3 separate regions of the Rattus norvegicus genome follow, and all the other regions are linked to region 1. A link is a contact called in public Hi-C data. All regions are on one chromosome and are shown on one strand. The core of a region is the stretch at or near the end of the contact, and the rest is flanking DNA. Distances in the headings are between cores, read along the strand shown. Region 1 overlaps LOC120096206 (a long non-coding RNA gene). Region 2 has its middle 97 kb from the start of Xcl1. Region 3 has its middle 24 kb from the start of Xcl1.

What was found. Hi-C and Micro-C count contacts between places; a contact is called where the count stands out from the background.
Region 2: a contact with region 1 is called in a Hi-C map of frontal cortex, with 1.8 times the contacts expected there. The contact joins two enhancer-like sites.
Region 3: a Hi-C map of frontal cortex shows a contact between it and region 1, with 2.0 times the contacts expected there. The contact joins two enhancer-like sites. A contact is called at or near these places in 2 of 12 Hi-C or Micro-C datasets (frontal cortex and hepatocytes).

Annotation. Positions count from the first base shown.
Region 1 is chr13:79,460,119-79,462,684 of GRCr8, reverse strand. LOC120096206 (a long non-coding RNA gene) reads left to right here. Exons shown (of 4, transcript XR_005492368.2): 4 at 1-3. Among named protein-coding and RNA genes, the nearest start is that of Atp1b1, 120 kb to the right of the region's middle. Within about 2 kb of position 1,299, at least 34 of the 93 cell types and tissues checked have an H3K27ac peak or open chromatin away from gene starts, as enhancers often do.
Region 2 is chr13:79,880,739-79,883,304 of GRCr8, reverse strand. No RefSeq gene overlaps it. Among named protein-coding and RNA genes, the nearest start is that of Xcl1, 97 kb to the right of the region's middle. Within about 2 kb of position 1,279, at least 40 of the 93 cell types and tissues checked have an H3K27ac peak or open chromatin away from gene starts, as enhancers often do.
Region 3 is chr13:79,760,491-79,763,056 of GRCr8, reverse strand. No RefSeq gene overlaps it. Among named protein-coding and RNA genes, the nearest start is that of Xcl1, 24 kb to the left of the region's middle. Within about 2 kb of position 1,291, at least 5 of the 93 cell types and tissues checked have an H3K27ac peak or open chromatin away from gene starts, as enhancers often do.

The DNA of each region.
Region 1 (2,566 bases), core at 50-2,549:
TTATCAACTCTGTTTGACGTTAACAGTATGGAATGAGGAAGACTGTGATAAGCTGAGCCCCTGAGAATAATGCTGTTTAAACTTTCGCATGAAGGCGAATGGCCTGTTGCTGGGTCCGAGGCTCAGAGAGTTTTGAATGAGTACACCAGGGCCCTGGAGATGTTGTATCCTTAGCAAGTTCCAGAGAACTGGTCTAAGTTAGATGCTACCACAGTTAGAGAACAGAGGCAAGTCGTTGTCCTCTCCACTTACATGTGCATAGATGCCTCTAAAACTATGTAAGCTGGGCTGGAGACATGGCTCAGTGGCTAAGAGTCCTTGCTGCTCAGGTGTGAGGATTTGAACTCAGATCTCCAGCACCTATGCACAGAGGTCTAGGTGTGGGCTTGTGAAACGATGACCCCAGTGCTGGTTGGGAGAGGGGCAGAGACTCAAGAGGATGTCTGGGGCGTGATGGCCACAAGCCTAGCCCCGAAATGACAAGTCCATGTTCAGAGAGAGACCATACCACTAGGCACTAAAGTAGAAAGCAACAGAAGAGGGCACCTGACCGCCTCCTCTGGCCTGTGCCTGCTCAAGTGGGTACGCACCTGCTTGAGCGTGTACATGCAGCCCCACAAGTGCACACACACAAACTGAGGCTTTCTGTATTCCCACAGCAGGATAGATCATTGAAGAACCAGGGTCACCTGAATTGGAGTTGGGACCGTGGGTGGGTCCAAGAGGGCAGTGTGAACATCCACAAAGCTACCAGTGGCTGCCAGTCTGTGGTCCACGTGAGTCCACAGTTGCTGTCCATATCGCCCAGGGGTATGCTGTGCCCCCACAGCAGTGGCATTGCGGTGGCCTCTTCAAAGCTGAGACCGCTGAGCCGTAGACGAATGACAGCAATTTGGGGAGACTTTCAGCTTTTTAGCTGTCACAGATAAGTATACAGTGAATGTTCCAGAAAAGAACGAACCAAAGAAACAAGATGGGAGCTTGCCATTCAAGCTCAGCCTCAATGCACGTCTGCGAGCTCACCACCCTCCTCCAACTAAATTACTACCCCTGTGTGCCTCCCACACAGAGATACCAGTGTTGCCAAGGAGTGTGGGTTAAAATGCAACCCTGGTGAGCTCATCCACTTCAGTAAAAATGTGTATGAGATTTTATGTCGACAGCAGGGCAGAATAAGTGGTTTTTGCAAGCCTGGAAATAAATTATTGGCTGTCTAAACATCTACCAAATTTAGATGCCAGCGGAACTAAAGACTTCTTCCTCCTTTCTTTTCCTGTTCCTCCTCCTTTCTCCGTTTTCTCTTCCTCTGCCCATGCTGTCTCCTTCCCCCTCATCCCCGCCCCTTGGAACAATCAGGGCTTTTAAAGCACTGCTTGGCCCCATCCTCAACAGTACTCCCTCTTCTCTACTTCAGAGGCAGAGCTACAAAGATGCTCACATGCTCTCCCCAGGCTGGGGTGTTGCAAATGTCCTACTATATTAGCACTCACTGTGGATTCTTACCTAACTCGTTCTTACCTAGGATGGCTGAAAATAACAGGTCCCCAGTTCTAACATTTACCAGACACAAGAGCCCTCTTTTCCATCAACTTAATGTTTGTCTATCTGTTTGTTGGCAATATAAGCCCACTGATGTTCTTTTTATTTTTCAGATTTGGTAAGAACTTATTCAATATCTCTCCCCTTCTTCCTTCCTTTCTAATAGAGCAAACGACTACAAAGTCCTTTTTGTTTCTGTGCTGGAACTGCCATTTCTTGTTCCTGGTTCCTTTTATTACAAATTTGTATTGATGAATTGAGGTCTGTGGTACTGAAAAGACAGCTCAGCAATTAAGAGCACTGTCTGCTCTACCAAAGGACCAAAGTTCAATTCTTACCACTTGCATGGCAGCTCATAACCACCTGGAACTCCAATCCCAAGACCCAAAGCCCTCTTCTGGCCTCTGTGTGCACTACACACACACACACACACACACACACACACACACACACACACACACACACACGGTGCACAGGTAAAGACATAGATAAAACATCCACACATACATATTTTTTTAAAAGATAAATTGGGAGGGTTGGGAGTTTAGCTCAGTCTAGCAAGTGCAAGGCCCTGGGTTCAATCCTCAGCTCCGGAAAAAAAAGATAAATTGGGGTCTTGTATGATAGTTGAAATATACATATAATAATTAATATAAGTGAGTAAATGTGTAGATGGACACATATTTACATAAACATGTATATCGTCTCAAAATCATGATTCATATAGATGCTGTTAATACAATCTAAGCTTTTGAGATTTTTCCTTGCCTACCCCTTCCATACATGTCCTTTGACCACAGTGAGTTACTTTAGCTCTCAGAAGATGCATACAGTGGCTCATATTCTTAGTCCTATAAAATAGCAAAAGTAGACTCAGACTTCTTTGTCCATCCAGGTAGAAGAAGGAATTCTACTCAGAAGTTTAGAATCTCCTAGCTTCTCTCCACTGTTGAAGACTTAGGATATATTGTAAAGGCCATGTTCATAACTATCTGGTTTCCTCCTTCTGTGTGGTTACACAAATTCT
Region 2 (2,566 bases), core at 30-2,529, 420 kb before region 1:
GCCAAATTAAACCTGCCTCTCAGGCCATGCAAGTGTGCTGAAGGGAAGTGAACAAAAGGAGAAAAGCTTCTAGTAAGGGCCTATGATGTGCAGCCAGGCTAACGAGGAACTCTCAGGCCACCTGTTTCGGCCTCCTGCTCTGAAGAGAGCCTTCCTGGGGCCGAGGAAATCGGTCCCGTTTCGAAAGGCTGCTATGAAGAAAGCCCTGCTAGTCTTGCTCTTGCCGTCCCTACATGCTCTGCGATTAGGTGCGCCCATTCTTTGTATTCCTGGCTTGAGCTCAGGGTCTAGGGTTTCTAGAACACCAGAGCTGGGGTATTTGGGAAGCTGAGTGTTTTGTGGGCACCCCGTGTATAGGAGTCTGACAACGAGTGATGAACTTAGCCGTGGAGAAAGCTGGTTCCTTCGGTTGCCACAGAAACCGAATCGAGCTGGATTTAGCCTTAAATTACAGGGTACACACAGAGATGGAGTTAAACATTTGTCTACCCTGCCTGACTTCCTTTTCTTTCCACACCGAGCCTTCTCAGAAAGTGGCAGCAGCACCCGTGAAGCTGAGTGGGGGCAGCAGAGCACAAAGGGCACGGGTGGGGGCTGCCAAGGTTTTGAAAATGCCAAGGACAGCAGATTCCCACCAGAGGCAAGGTTACTGCCCAAGCAGCTTCCTCCTACACGCTAGGATCTGCCACGAAGGAGTACATCAGGGAAGAGAGCAGAGAGCTGAGCAGGATTTAAAGCCATTGCTTTGGAGACATTTGCTACAAGGTGCACATGGCCGCCGAGTACTTGCAGATAGCTTGCTGAGATGTGCTTTACAAAACCCATATACCAGATTTCAAAGACAGCACGATAAGAGAGAGAGAGAGAGAGAGAGAGAGAGAGAGAGAGAGAGAGAGAGAGAGAGGGAGAGAGAGAGAGAGAGAATATGTCATGTAAAATATTCATTACATTGAGTTGACATTGAGTTGACAATGTTTTGGATATGTTAAGTAAGACACGGCTTTAAAACAATTCCACCTATTTCTGCTCACTGTTGGCAATGGTATTGCTCCATAATTTAAAATCCCACGGGTGGCTCACACCATATTCCTGTCGGGCTGTTCATGTACTGAGGCTGTTTGAATGGATTAAGACAGTCTGTTAACTGGAGAACCTCAAGTTTCTTCTGATTATCTGCCAGATAGAGATGTTAATGCCCTCTCTAGAATCCTCCGAGCCTATGACTAGCATTTTATGCTACGGTATGTTCTACAGAGCCCTCTGCAGGTTTCCCCCTTAAAGTCAAGGTAATATCGCCACAGTTAAATGCATGCCGACTCATTCTTCAGGAGCTGCACTGGGTATGCATCACAGCGTGGCCAGAGATTTCCAAAGAAGCTACACGAGCAAGTGGCTCGGTTCCTCCACATCACTGTGTTTTCTCTCCGCCAGCAGACATTTATGCTAAGGGTCTTTAGATGGACACTGCCTTATAGAAGTGTCTTATAGAAGAAGAAAAAGTCAAGTCTGCATTACAGATGGGTTGTCGTGTTAGTTCGTTTTCCATTGCTGTAACAAAATACAGTAGGCTGGGGACTTTGTATAGAGGAGAGGTTTTTTTGGCTCGTAGTACTGGAGGCTGCAAGGTCAAATAGCACTGCAAAGGGCTCCCTGGCTGTATTACTTCATGGTGGATGGCATCCTGTGGGAGGAGCATTGTGAGCAGGAGAAATCATGGCAAGGCAGGAAGCCAGAGTGCAGGGAGGGTCTGCTTTTTCCCTGTTCTTTCTCTTAGAACTAAGTAAAGTCCAAGGTAACTATATCAATTCTCCTTGATGATAGCACCTTATATTAGGCTCCACCTTTAAACACCCCCATGAATTTGCATGTAGGTTCAAGCTTGCAAATGAACTGCTATGAATGGGTCTTTAAAACACTCTAGGCAATGCCTTGTGCAGTAGACATAGTCATTCTTCTGGTAGAGATGGGTTAAGTGGGAATATCCATGAGTTCCTGAGAAAGAACATATAATTGGAGTAATTGGTTAGGGGCCTGGCAAGAGAAAGGGTGGCAGGAAGAGGCATACAGACAAGCCTCTGGGAGAGAATCTGTCCTAGGGTTTCTTTCCTGCACAAACATTAGGACCTTGAAGCAAGTTGGGGAGGAAAGGGTTTATTCAGCGTACACTTCCACATTGCTGTTCATCACCAAAGGAAGTCAGGACAGGAACTCACACAGGGTAGGAACTAGGAGGCAGGAATGGATGCAGAAGGCATTGGGGAATGCTGCTTCCTGGCTTGCTTCCCCCTGGCTTGCTCAGCTTGCTTTCTTATAGAACCCAAGACTGCCACCTCAGGAATGGCACCACCCACAATGGGCCCTCCAACACTTGATCACTAATTGAAAAAAATGCCTTACAGCTGGATCTCATGGAGGCATTGTAAGATTCAAACATAATGGCTATGGCTGCCTTAACCAGAGAGTTTCCAAAGAATTTAGCATAACACCCTGTCCAAAGAATTTAGAATAACACCCTGTCCAAAGAATTTAGAATAACACCCTGCTCCTGGGTGCTAACTGCAAAGAG
Region 3 (2,566 bases), core at 42-2,541, 300 kb before region 1:
CACTGCATTTCTGTTTGAAGCCATGAATTCACACGGGAGGGAGAGTTTATGCAAAAGTTGTATTGGTCTCCCATATGATTCTTCCCTTAAGTGGACGTAATAATAAACTGCTCTTTAAGTCCTTCATGGCATCAACATAAAGCCTCTCACCTCTCAACCTTCAACAGAGAAGCTTTTATTCAGTACATGTTGACTGTACGGAGACCCACAACTTGTCAATGTACAGAGAATAAATACAGAGACTGAGCAGTGTTCATCTCTAAATTTGATTGCTACGTCACAAGGATGTGTGTGTGTGTGTGTGTGTGTGTGTGTGTGTGTGTGTGTGTTGACGAGTATAAGAGCCAGGGGTAATGGACATCTGCAGCAAAACAGTAGTTGTAGAGCATGATAGTGCCACTGAGAGCAAGAACTCGTATCAACTGTGGCTGCCTGATGAAGATCTGCCAAGACCAAGATGACTGAACTCCCAGCATGCACTGGAGGGAGCTCTTGAGGTCCCACCCTAGCCTTACTGAGGAGCTATTGGCTAAGTGGCTGCTGGGGGATGTGAAGGGAGAGTCAGTTTTCTTTAGGGATGCAGCCCTCGAGGGGCAACACAGGTTCCAGTAAATCTCCATATGTACACGCGCACGCTCGAGTATCACTGAGAACTAAGTGGGCTTAAGATAAGAGCACGTGGAGTTGAGAAAGAATGGCGCTGTGGGGGCTGAGGGGGCAGAGGAGGAATTGGAGGAGAGGGAAGGCGGTGTGGATTTATTTAGAAAGCACGTATGAAATTCTCAAACAATAATCAAGGACTGGAGCAGTGTTCAGGAAGAGCTTCAATTAACACTCACAGATATTGCACGTGCTTCCTCCATAGCTGGGCACAGCGGACTGCTGGACCTAAGAGACTTTCTGGTCAAAGCCTATTGTCAGCCCTGTACTGACACTCATTCACGTGAGTAGATCTTCCTGTGGGAGAAACAGCGGCCTGCCGTCCTTCTGCCTCGTGAACCTCACAGCGTACCACTTTTTGATTAGACCCAAACGGACGCTTGTGCTCTGGAAATGAGAAGAGGGAAGGAGATGGGCGCACAGATTGTGAGCCAGTCGGGATTCACGGAACATTCCCCACCACAGTACACCTAGGTTAGAGCACACCTGCTGCTACACATTTGGCTTGCCCCCATCCGCATATGCCTTAGCAACGCATCCCTTTCGGTTTATACCGGGAAGACCAAGCCAGTTCTGGAGTGACCTGTTTTGAGGCTTCTGGCCCTGTGCGCATGCCTGCTGTCTGAAGAACCACTTGGGGGCAGCACCTGCTCACTGTCGCTGCAGCTGCGCCCACCACCGTGGTGCTGGCCTGTCTCCCTACCGGACCTCTTCATCTTAGAGCTGCAGATCTCAGGGTTGCCAATGCCTATCTCCGTCTACCAGTGTTCAACCAAACTGAGCTTCGTCCCCCAGATGAAGACGTCTCTATACTGTCTTTCTTTCAGCCCCAAGCACTAGGCAACACTGTCTTATTATGGGGTATGGTTTCTTTGGACTCTGGGTAATTGTTTCTCTGTTGTAGGAAGACGGCACTATGGTCTGGGTTGGAGGCAGGTGCCTTGTTGCTTGCTGTCTCCTCTTCTCGATTCCGTTCCCATCCTCTTATAATCTCTTTCTTCATGAAAGCCAACTCCCTGGGAAGGAGGAGGCCAGCTGGCTGCCAATCTAACACTTCTCACAGACGTATTTATTGACTGAAACCTTAAGTGCAGAAACTATCTCCCTACCTAGTGCTCCGATGAGAGTTTTGAGCACCACTCTTTCTCCACATGATTTCCTTAGAACCAATCTCTAAAAATTACTGTATAACAAGGAAGGATCGCTTTAAAATTGTGATGTGTATTCTTAGCAAGTTGATCAATCCCAAAGGATGCAGTGACTTACAATTCAGCAGTCAGTGACAATTCTTGAACTTGTTCTTCAGATTGATACATTCTGCACTGCAAATCCTTACCCATCTATACAGGCTCCACAGTGTGTGTGTGTGTGTGTGTGTGTGTGTGTGTGTGTGTTTCTCAGTCTGATTTGCTGACCATACAAGGATGAATAATGCCTCAGTCCTTACATATGTGTGTGCATATATCTGTGAATCACAATCACCTTCCAAAAAGATGTAAAAGACAATATGCCCAACTTATTTGCTTAGTTGACTACAGTATCATAACTGTAGCTGTTGAAGCAATGAAAGGCTTTTTGTCCCCCGAGGGGCTGAAGTGGTCTCTCGCAGAGGAATAGTTTATCTGTAAATGACCCTAAGTCCAGAGTCATAGTGACCCAAACTTGTAGTTCGGTTTTCTGTTCTTCTCCATAGCACTGTAAATCAGGGGCCATTCAGACCAAGGCTGGTGGGAAATCCTCAGAACCCAGGGTTTTCATGTCCTACTCCCAAGGGCATTTTTCAGAAGTTGCATATGCAGTCTCGAAGGGTAGTCTCCTCGGTAGGCTCAGCCTCACAGAAGGTTGAAGAAGGCAGTCTTCATTCCAAGCAATCATTTTTTTTCCCGACTAAAAATGAGAAAAGTTA